3 separate regions of the Muntiacus reevesi genome follow, and all the other regions are linked to region 2. A link is a contact called in public Hi-C data. All regions are on one chromosome and are shown on one strand. The core of a region is the stretch at or near the end of the contact, and the rest is flanking DNA. Distances in the headings are between cores, read along the strand shown. Region 1 holds the start of DDX50 (DExD-box helicase 50). Region 2 holds the start of CCAR1 (cell division cycle and apoptosis regulator 1). Region 3 holds the start of RUFY2 (RUN and FYVE domain containing 2).

Region 1 (3,640 bases), core at 662-3,161, 150 kb after region 2:
ACATAACAATGAATGCCAATAATAGTTGAGGTGCTAAAGACTTACTTTATCTGTATTTGATTTTCAACCATAACAGAGTAACAGCTATTCCTAGGGTTATTCCAATTTTGTACATGTGACATTCTTAGTCACATCCACTCCTGTGTTTCTATGCACATCATACCTTGTTGTAGGGCTACAAAGACTTAACAGTGGTAGATCTGGGAGTGGGTGTGAGAGTGGGACATAAAGGTTTTTTTTAGAAAAGCACCAGAGATGCATAGCTATTATAATTTAGGGAGACAGAAGCATTTTTTCACCATCAACTGAACAACCCACTGGTTGTTCAGTTCACATTACTGAATCCATAAGGTCACTTTAGATAAACATATAGCCCCTGATTTCAGGCCAACCCATAATTATACAGAAGACCTGTAGCAATCACAGATTTATCTTTGGGGTTTCAGCTATTCAGGACGAATAATCAAACTCTAGGACGTGTCAGTTCAGTTCAGATGCTCAGTCTTGTCCAACTCTTCCCCGAAATGTAGCAAATTGAAATGTTGCAAAGACAAATTTGATACTCATGTTAAAAAGCTGGTGTTCTAGACAGTGTCAAAAGGTTTGAGTGCCCCTCCACCTACATCTCAATTTGTCTTTTCTCCATTCAAGAGTAGCTAGGTTGATATGCTCATGAAGAGATGATAAGAAAGTAAAAAACAAGCTAGCACCAGTGATGTAAGGAAAGGTATATGCCAAAGAGTTAGCCCTTTGTATTATCAAAAGGTTTCCACTTTTGTTCAAGGTTGTAACTCACGGTCAGTTACTCCCCATAAGTAAAATCCTTTTATCCATTGCAAATACATAAACTGTGGAAGACATTTTAGGCTTGTTTCTTTCCTAGATTTCTCCAGATTTCCCTATTATTCATTCTGTTTCATGGGAACATCTTTCCCAAAACGTTTTGGTAAACTCAAAGCTTTCAGATTGGTGTGGCAGAGAAAGCAAAGATCTGGGATTCAGGAGATAAGCTCTCTAGTCCTCACTGTGCCACTGATAGTGTGACTTAAGCCAAATTAATCCCTCTTAGGGGGTTGTATGCTTAGTCGTTCGGTCGTGTACCACTTTTTGTGATACATGGACTGCAGCCGCCAGGCTCCTCTATCCATCAGTATTCTCCAAGCAAAAATACTGGAGTGGGTTGCTATGCCCTCCTCCAGGGGACCTTCCCAACCCACGGATCGAATCCCGGTCTCCCGCATTGCAGACGGATTCTTCACCCACTGAACCACCAGGGAGCCCCTTAGGGGGTTAGTTTCCTCTAATGTCAAATGGGTAAGGTGGGAAGGCCCTAAAATGAACAAAGGATTAACTTCAAAACTAAAACCTTGCGGGAAGGTTGTTCTGCCCTGGCCTTCACTCCAAGCCCACCTACGGGGACCCCATGACGCCCCTTCCCACCAACGCTAGGGGCTGGCTTCGCGCGTAGCCGTTAGACGTTAACGCCTCACTCCGCAATGGGCGGGGCCGAGGCTGGCAGCTTCCGGCGGCGAAGAGCAACGCGACGCGTGGCGTTCGCTTAGCTCTCGCACGGGCCGGTCCTCCTTCCAGCCAGTCGCGCCTGTGAGCCACGCTCCACCGCTGTTGGGGTTCTCCTCAAAGCTTGCACTGCACGCTGGGAAGCTCCAAATCATCTCCGCTGTGCTGCGAGGAGCTGTTTCGAGTGGGGGAGGGGGAGAGAAAGCGGGGGGGGGGGGAGAAATGCCGAACATTTTATGCTAATCAGTTTGCGTATCCTTTATGGCGATTGGCCAGGGTTTTACTCTAGAAGCCAATCATTTCAGAATAAGGGTGGGTCAGTCGAGACTCCTCGCATTGATTGGCTGGGAGACGGCGTCGCAAGGAAGGAGTTTAAACTGGGAGTATCCGGGATTATTTTCCCCCGCCGTGCGATGCGTGTTCCGGAAGTGACGTGCGGCCTTGGCCGGGAGGCCGTCCAGCCCCCGCTTCCTTTCACGCTGTCGGTGCCCGTAGGTGGTTGTGGCCACCGTGCCCAGGGGGAGGCGGCAGCAAGCGGTGGAGGCGAATGATGCCTGGGAAACTCCTCTGGGGGGACATTATGGAGCTGGAGGCACCCTTGGAGGAGACCGAGAGCCAGAGGAAGGAGAGGCAAAAGGTGCGCTGAGGATGGGCCGCGCCTCCTGGGCAGTGCCGGCTTGGGCGGGGAGGGAAGTCTCCCTGATGGTCTGTCACCAACCGGGCCGGAGCATCCGAGGGCCTCTCCTCGCGCCGGCCTCGTTCCTGGGAGGTCGCTCTGGAACCATTCCAACCTCCACATCCCCAGCCGGAGAAGGGCAGCATTGGGCTTTGGCCCAGCCTCCCGTGGTCCCCCAGTCCTTGCCGTCGGCGCCTAAGAGATGGGCAGACTCAAGTTCTCATCGCGGAGTCAATTCTTTCCTCTTCTTAAGCAGCGAGGCCTGTCGTTTGGTTCTCGTTGGCCGTCTTAGAAGATGATTGCCTTGAATATGTGTAACTTCTCCGTCATCCTGTCCTGTATGCGAGAATCTTGGGGAAAGCGATCTTAGCTTTACAAACCTCGATAACGGGTCAGTAGAGGATTGAGGAAAAGTGTTACAGCCAGCATTGCCAGGATTTGGCTGATGGAGATCATGTGGGTTATTATTATTACTCTTGTTGTTATTACTATTATTATTAATAGTCTTTTCTCTTAGTGTTCTCATTCAATTCACAAATATTTATTGAGCCTAATTTATACCAGACTCTGCTGGGCACCAAGAAAGTCCCTGCCCTCAAGGAGTCTGTTAGAAGAGTTGCAGAGACTTCCCGCCCCACTTCTCAAGAGACTTAGAGAAAAGGAAACAGTGCTTTGGAGGGTAAGGAAGCAGTATTTGAAGCCTGACACTTGACCAAAGAATGAAAATATTCTGCATAGCTCCAGAAAGCCGACCCTACCCTTCTGACCTTGCCAACAAGGTAGACTTGCCATTCCAGCCAAGCAATTATTTATTTATTTATTTTTTATTGTGGCAAAATACACGTACCATAAAATTTACATTTACTTTTTAAAGTTAATTAATTATTTTTGGCTGCCCTGGCATGTGGGATCTAGTTTCCCAACCAGGAGTTGAGCCAAGGTCCTTTGTGTTGAGAGCATTGAGTCTTAGCAACTGGACCACCAGGGAAATCCCTAATTGTTTTAAAGTATATAGTTTTGTAGCAGTAAGTACAGTCACATTTGTTTGCAGACATCATCTTCATTGATCTCCAAAACTTTTCATTCTCCCAAACTGAAACTTTGTGCCCATTAAACATCACCCTCCTCAGTTGCCTTGTCTCCCCAACCTTTGGCATCTACCATTCTCCTCTCTGTCTCTATGCATTTGACTACTCTAGATAACTCCTGTAAGTGAAATCATCAAGCAGTTATTTTAGTTTTTGCACCTCCAAAAATACTTGTCCCTTGTTTTGCATCCATATCCTGTCCATATGTCAAAGTTCAGTTTGTGTCTGTTACAACCATTCCAGTGTACACATACAGTAATCTCATTCCCCCTTAAAGTCTTGTTCCAGTGCTGGTCTTATAATTTGATTAGCATTTATTATTCACTTCCTTGTAAAGTTAGCTCATTCTTCCTATGTG
Region 2 (3,543 bases), core at 190-2,689:
TGGTGGGGGAACAGATCCCATAAGCTGCACAACGCGGCCAGAAAACAGAAAACAAACAACAAAACACAGATCTTGGTTCATGACCTTCCCCAACTTAAAACATTCTAGTGACTTACCCCTGTACTTAGTATGAAACCACACTCCTTACTTGGTCATTTACAATAATGTGAAGAATCTTTATATTTACTCAAGGAGATGCAAGGGAATTTCTTGGTGGTCCAGTGGTTAGGACTCTTAAGCCTCCACCGCTGGTTGATCTCTGGTTGGGGGACTAAGCTCCATCTAGCTGTAGAGTGCAGTTAAAAAAGAGGGGGGAAAGTGTGAGAAATTGAACTGTGATATCTGTAATACATGCTGAAAGAAGACCTAAATAATTGGAAAGATATTTCATGTTCATAGAATGGATACTTAATGTTGTTAATCGTGGGACTGTAAACTCGTGTAGTCACTGTGAAAACAAGTTCGCAATTCCTCAACAAGCATAGAATTTACCAGATAACCCAGAATCGCACTATTAGGTATAATCTAAGAGAATTGAAAACAGGAGTTTAAACAAACACTCGTATGTGAATGTTCACAGCAGCATTATTCATAGTAGCCCCAAAGTGGAGGCAACCCCAAAAATCAACTGACAAATGGATAAACAAAATATGGTATTATTCATTTAAAGTAATCGTTTTAGGTATAAAATGAAGTACTAAGGCACGCTACACGAGGAACCTTGGACACCATACAGTAATCACACAAAAATCCTGTATGTTGTATAATTCTTTTTTTTTTTTTTTTAATATTTATTTGATTGTGCTGGGTCTTACTTCTGGCGTGTACGCTTTAGTTCTCTCACCTGGGATCGAACCCCGGGACCCCAGCATGGGTAGCTCAGAATGTTACCCACAGAACCACCAGTCAAGTCCCAGTATGATTCTATTAATAGAAAGTGTCTAGGACATGCTAATCCATAGAAAGAAAGCTGATTAGTAGTTGCCTGGAATGGAGGGCGCGGGGATTAAGGAGGGGCTGCGTAACGGGTAAGAGTTCTTTTCAAGGGTTGGAGGCATGGTGGTTGCACAGCTTTATGTAGTTGCTAAAAGCCTCTGAATTGTACAACAAAATACTTAAACGATGGAATTATGTGTTAAGTGAATTTCACCTCAATTTTTTCAAAAAGTTAGGAAGATGTCACTGGATATAGTCATTCTCCCACGTACCTGAACTACCAAAAAAAAAAAAGGAACCCCCCCCACAAAATGGCGGCGGGCTCACGGATCACATGACTCCCGAAACTTTCCTTCCCACACTCAGCGAAGCCTTTTCCTTTGAGCTTGCGCAGAGATACAGACTCTTGGCTCATTGTTATACAAGGGGCAAGGTAACCCGTCTGAGGCAAGCTCCCATTCCAGCTGCGTAGTGAAAGGGGTGAGCGCATTGACGGCTACCTCGGGAGCGCGCACGTAGAACGTAAGGCCGTATGCGCCGTTCCTCGGAGAGATTGGGGAGGGGGCAGAGGCGCGGAGGAAGAGGGGGGTTGACGCATGCGCTTACGCCTGATGGGTTTGAAATGGCTTCGGTGTTAACCGGGACCGGATTCAGGTGAAGGTTTGGTTCTCGCGGCTGGAGCGGCGAGCGGCCGAGCCGGGGTTCCTGACGTCCTATCGGATCCGCCGAAGCGCCGGGAGCGGCCGTTTTGGTAGCACGGCGTCGGTAGGCCGGCGACGGTGGGGCTCTCGTGGGACTGGGACGGGAGGGACACAGTCCCTTTTGTGCGGGTCGGAGCAGGCCCGGCGCGGCCGGCCCCTCCCCCACCGCCTCGGGTTTTTTTTTTTCGGCGGCCCCTCCGGTGTCCCCGGCAACCCTTGGCTTCAGCCTCTGCCTGGCAGGCTCGAAGGGGCTGCGGGCTGCTGTTCCTCGCTCTCCAGCCGGTGAGGCTTTAGCCTCCTGGCTTCGGTCCGGGACGTCGGAGCCTTGCATGGTGGCACGGGTTTTGGTGAATGGAGGCCTCTCCGCACCGCTGGGGACTTAAGGGTACCGGAGCTTTCGGTATCCCATTCTTTGCATTTCGCCTAGTCTCCGGGACGGAGGATTCCCCCTCCCCTGGTCTGCGGCCCGCGAGGAGCTGGGGCTGGAGGAAGATGGATGGCACAGCCCTGGCTCCTCCGAGGTGTGGGGGGAAGGGAGTGAGTGCGCGGGCTGAGATCTTCGCCTCTTCTGGCTGGGTTTTGGGGGGAGGGGTCTTCGCGTTGGTTCCTTAAGGGGCATCCGTTGTTTCAACTGTCTTTTCCCTCGCGGAAGGGGAGAGAAAAGGAATCCCCAGTTTCTTCCCTAGTCTGGAAAGTAAGGAGATGTTCGTTATTTAAATGATATTCTTGAATACCTTTCTTCGGTGTCTCGTCCCAATTTCCGTTATTGATTTTTCCACTTTTAGCCCCCAGCCCATTGCCAAAAGAAACAAGCAGGCTGTTTTTCTGTTGAATGTAAAGCTGTCTATTTTTTATTGTTAAGAATTGGGTAAAAAAAAAAAAAAAAGAATTGGGTAGAAAACGTCAGACGGTCTTCTGTTTAAATGTGAGTTTGTAGTCGAAGGAAGTGCGTTTCTTGTAAGTCGACCTCTAATGTCATGTATTGAAATTGGCTACTTTTGTGAACTATTTGACGTAAAATGTTTTTGCTGCATATTGGACATTCACGTGCCCCTTGTTATTTATAGTTGGTCTACGAAGATGTCCTTGACAAATCAAACATTTCTTTAAAATAAGACTTTTGTGATGGTTGTAGTTTGGTTGAACTTTAAATTGTGAATCCTTTCTTGATAGATCGCTGCTGTAGAAGACAAACAGGCGAAGGCCCCCCCTCCCCTTTTGTCATGGCTCAGTTTGGAGGACAGAAGAATCCGCCTTGGGCTACTCAGTTTACAGCCACTGCGGTATCTCAGCCAGGTCAGGCTTCCTCTGAACACATGTGCTATATAGATGCCGGATTGGGCATATGTTTTAACTGTGTGCATTAATCTATGCATAATATTGTGAATATAACTTTGCAAAATGATGTATCTTTTAAGATTATCTGTGAAGCGTCTTTTAAAAATTCATGGGCCAGCTAGCGAAATACCTGCTTTACCCAGCAGTTTGGACAATTATATGTAGTCTTTTAAACGTTAAATTGGTTTAGTTATGTTAGAGGTTAGCAGCCACTCATTCATCCTAGTTTACCTCATTTGGCATGTTACGGTGTCAGTATTCATAAGTTATATTTAAAATTAAGTGTATTCATACTTTATGAAAAATTACAAGACTGGTTTTCAGGTATTTGGATTTAAAGTGGAAAAACCAACTCTAAAGAATTTATGAAGCAAAGGAAAAGAATAAATAGATGTAAAGGAAAGGAGCAAATATTTACATATTCAAACTAAAACCTACAAAATGTCATTTTCAAAATAAAGTAACAAAATATGTCATTAAAAATGTTTATTTCAGCGTTTCATCCTATTGCTGTTGGGAAGATTTTTATTTTTTTGCCATTTCTTGACTTATGGTTTGACTCTTCAGT
Region 3 (3,670 bases), core at 386-2,885, 240 kb before region 2:
TAAAATAAAAAGTAGTTAAAATTCGAAGATTCCAGTTTCACCCACAACAAACATGACAGGTAAATAATAAAACAAGGGCACACGAGAGAAGCCATTCAACTCTCACTCATTTTAACCCTGGTTCTATCTTGCTTTTTTCATTGCAATTGTAGTTTTGTATTCCGGGACTCCTTTATTTTTCCAGAGGAAATAAAAGCAGGGTCCAGTTTCATGTGAAAGTTCCCTGACCTTCCACACAGCTGATGCAGTTAAACACCAAGTTAATGGATGCATTTTTTAATTGATTTTAACTTATATTTTCAATTCACAAAAGATTTTCTTTCGCACGAATTTCATCCTCGGTTTTCTTATAAATTCAGATGCTCCCCATACTCCCATTACTGTTGTGCTGGCAGAAATATTTTCAGCAAACACAGATGACAAAATGACGTGCAAAAAAATAAAGCACTTTCGTATACTGTCTCATAGTCTCTTGACAAATTTACTAGTGCAAGTAAACCAAATATCAGTTTTTCCTTCACTGGATAAAAAGTCCAGGGTTCCTAATGATCTAGTATCCTAGTTCTGATCACAGACAGCTAGGCGTGAAGCCTGACACTGACTCCTAAGCAACTTAAAAATGCAAACAGTCACAAATACTATGGCCAAGCTAGTTTTTGGAGACTCTCCCCACAAGACATCATCTCTTCCAAACTGCATCGTGGCATGACTCCCTCTTTTTTCGGAGAAGAAACCAGTCGATATTTCATAGTCTGCAGCAATTCTCATTTTTTTTAACAGTGCCCATCACAATATGTAATGTACGATGAGACAATCAAGACAAAGGGCGCCTTTATAACTAAATGATCGGAGGTAGGTCCTGGTGGTCGCCAGCAGCTTCCTAAGAGAGGAGCGTTTACACCCGGGCCGCGCCCCGCCCGGGCTCGCGGATGCGTCTGACCGCGTTGCTGCCCCACACTCGGTCAATGGCGGGTTCCAGCATCTTGCTTGGGCCTAGAACCCCTTCCCTGCCTCCCTTCCTCCCTTCCTCCCAGACAGCAAGACGGCCCAAGGGCTCCGGACACCTCCAGCACTCTCACAGAGGGCTCACCCGGGGTCCTGCGCCGCATCGCTGTCCCTCTCCCGCCCTCGGCGTCCGGAACCCAGGCCAAAACCTGAGACGCTTCCTTCCGCCACCCCCAAACCTGAAAAGTCATCGCCCGTCCCCGACTGTTCCCCCAACCCTGGAGCGGCACCCCGGCCGACCCTGTGCTGGCTCCCTGTAAGCTGTCGGACCGCGAAACCTTGGCCATTAGGCCCCCGAACGGGGGCGGAGGTGGGAGGGAACAAGGGGAGGCCGCGCGTTGCCATGGCGACCCCGGGCGCCCCTGCGTCCCCGGCTGCCCCCGCCCAGCCCCAAGCCCGGGTCGGACCCGTCTCGACTCGCAGGCCTCGATGCCCACACCGCCAGTCCGCCTGCCCTGGCCGCGGCCTCAGCCCAGCACGGACGGCCGGGCGGCCCGCTCCCCTTACCCATGGCGGCGGTGGCAATACAGTCTCGGGCGGGGACTCCCTGGGCCCCGCCAGCAGCTCCCTTCAGGCGCGCGGCGGCCGCCACGGCGTCTGCGACCAGGCCCGCTGCGGCCCACAGCGCTCCCGGCGGCGGGAGGACGCCCGGGCGGTCCTGCGGCGCCCGCGTCGGGCGGGGGACTCTAGAGCCCGCAGCCCGCCGCGGAGAAATCCGCCCTTGCTGAGCCTCTCCGCGTCCAGCCGGACCGGAAGGAGAAGGAGCATGAGGGAGACCTTGGGTTGTGGAGACAGAAGGCGGACTCTGAGCTCTCATCTGGGGGCCTCGCCGGAGCACTAGGGTTCCATTTACAAGGGGAGGCGAGCGAGCCACGTGCAAACGTATTCATCTGCAAGGTCCAGCTAGGTTTAATCTAACACACCTGAGCGCGTCCCTGCTTCAGTAACTCGTAGGGGACCAAAAGAATTTAGAAAATCTGAAGCAATTAACACTAGGCAGAAATCTACTAAAACTATTTAGCCCAAATTTTAACCAGTAAGTCCAGTGGTTTATAAAAAGCAAGGACGAACAGTCTCAGTAATCAAAGGAAAGAGGTGCAGAGATAAAACCTGCGTTTTCTCATTTCGGAGAGGAAAAATCCCTCATGGACAGATACTAGGCTTTAAGTTATATCAATTTGCGGAAAGTAAGCTGTTACCTAGTTAGATGAGCAGTTAAGATGGTGGCCGAGTTAGAAATAGACGAGCGTTTTGTGGAAATGGAGACAGGTTTATCTCGTCATCACATTGGCCAGCGTACAATTCTCATGCTTCTTGACTTCTTTTGGTTTTTAATTTTTTGTGAAACAATCCTACATAGATAAAAATGTATAAAGCATACATATACGTTTAAAGAATCATAAACAGATGGATAAAGAGCACCAGATCAAGCAAGCATAGGATAGGAGTCATCTTGAGGGTAGAGGGACGCCTTTAGCCACAATGTCCCTATAAGTAAATGTGATGCTGAATTCTGAGAGTCGTTTTCTTACTTTTCTGCATGTTACTACCACATAAGTATGTGCCCCTAATCAATGTAGTTTATTTTTCCTGTTTACAAACTTTTCACAAGTGGAATAACATTACGAACATTACTTGTTTCTGGTGTTCAAAATCATCCATGTCCACGAGGAGTTTCCAGGTTGGGGTGTTTCCAGTTTGTCCGTACATCCTGGTTCCTACATGCTGGAGTCTCTTGGCCATGTAAAAAGAATAGATTTACTGAAAATCAAGTATGCCTTTCTTTAAATTTACCAGCTTATGCCAAAGTGTTTTCCAGACTTCTCATAATTTACACTGCTATCAGCAGTGTTGTTTTATATTGCTGTGTCCATTGTAATGCCTAGAATTGTAAGTATTTCATTTTTTTGCCAGTCTTGTGGGTAGATTGCATTGCAGGTTTATTTTTTATTTCTCACATTACTGATGACATTGAGAACTCTACCTGCGTTTACTATTTGGAATTTCATTTTTACAAAGAAATGGTGCCTGTTTTACTATTGACTTACCTTTTTATTGACTTGTGCAAGTTACTTAATGTTCTACATACTAATTTGACATCAGTTGTGTGTTGCCAATATCTTTGGGCTAATTTTTCTCTCCTTGTGGCAACCTTTGACTAAATATAAATTCTTAATTTTCCTGTAGTTTTATAGTTTATGCCATAGTATCTTAAGGAGCCCTCCTTATTCCAAAGTTATGAAGATTTTTTAAGAATTACAAGAACTTCCCTGGTGGGCCAGCAACTAAGACTCCAATCTCCCAAATGCAGAAGGTCTGGGTTCAATCCCTGGTCAGGGAACTAGATCCTGCATGCCACTACTAAAGATCCCAGGGTGCTGCCACTAAGAACCTGTGCAACCAGATAAATATTTTAAAAAAGAATTATGGTCTTGCCTTTCATATTTAGGCCTGTTTTGCACCAGAGTTTTAGTGATTAGAGATAATGTCAAGTTTCATTTCTTTGGCTGTCAGTTCCTAGGCCAAAGCCTCATTTAATTTTCAGAACCACCCCATGAGAAAGGAATTACTTCTGTTTTACAGATAAAATTAACCTCAGAAAGATTAAATAACTTGTCCAAAGTCACAGTACTATTGACACAACCAGAAGCTGAACTAATACAAA

Evidence for each region. Hi-C and Micro-C count contacts between places; a contact is called where the count stands out from the background.
Region 1: a Hi-C map of muscle shows a contact between it and region 2, with 3 times the contacts expected there. The contact joins the promoter of DDX50 here to the promoter of CCAR1 in region 2. A contact is called at or near these places in 2 of 3 Hi-C or Micro-C datasets (blood and muscle).
Region 3: a contact with region 2 is called in a Hi-C map of muscle, with 4 times the contacts expected there. The contact joins the promoter of RUFY2 here to the promoter of CCAR1 in region 2. A contact is called at or near these places in 2 of 3 Hi-C or Micro-C datasets (blood and muscle).

The regions. Positions count from the first base shown.
Region 1 is chr2:104,435,338-104,438,977 of mMunRee1.1, forward strand. DDX50 (DExD-box helicase 50) reads left to right here and starts at 1,912. Exons shown (of 14, transcript XM_065922473.1): 1 at 1,912-2,155. The coding sequence starts at 2,066.
Region 2 is chr2:104,290,491-104,294,033 of mMunRee1.1, forward strand. It overlaps CCAR1 (cell division cycle and apoptosis regulator 1), which reads left to right and starts at 1,440. Exons shown (of 25, transcript XM_065922470.1): 1 at 1,440-1,458; 2 at 2,811-2,933. The coding sequence starts at 2,861.
Region 3 is chr2:104,052,736-104,056,405 of mMunRee1.1, forward strand. RUFY2 (RUN and FYVE domain containing 2) reads right to left here and starts at 1,636. Exons shown (of 18, transcript XM_065922453.1): 1 at 1,513-1,636. The coding sequence starts at 1,516.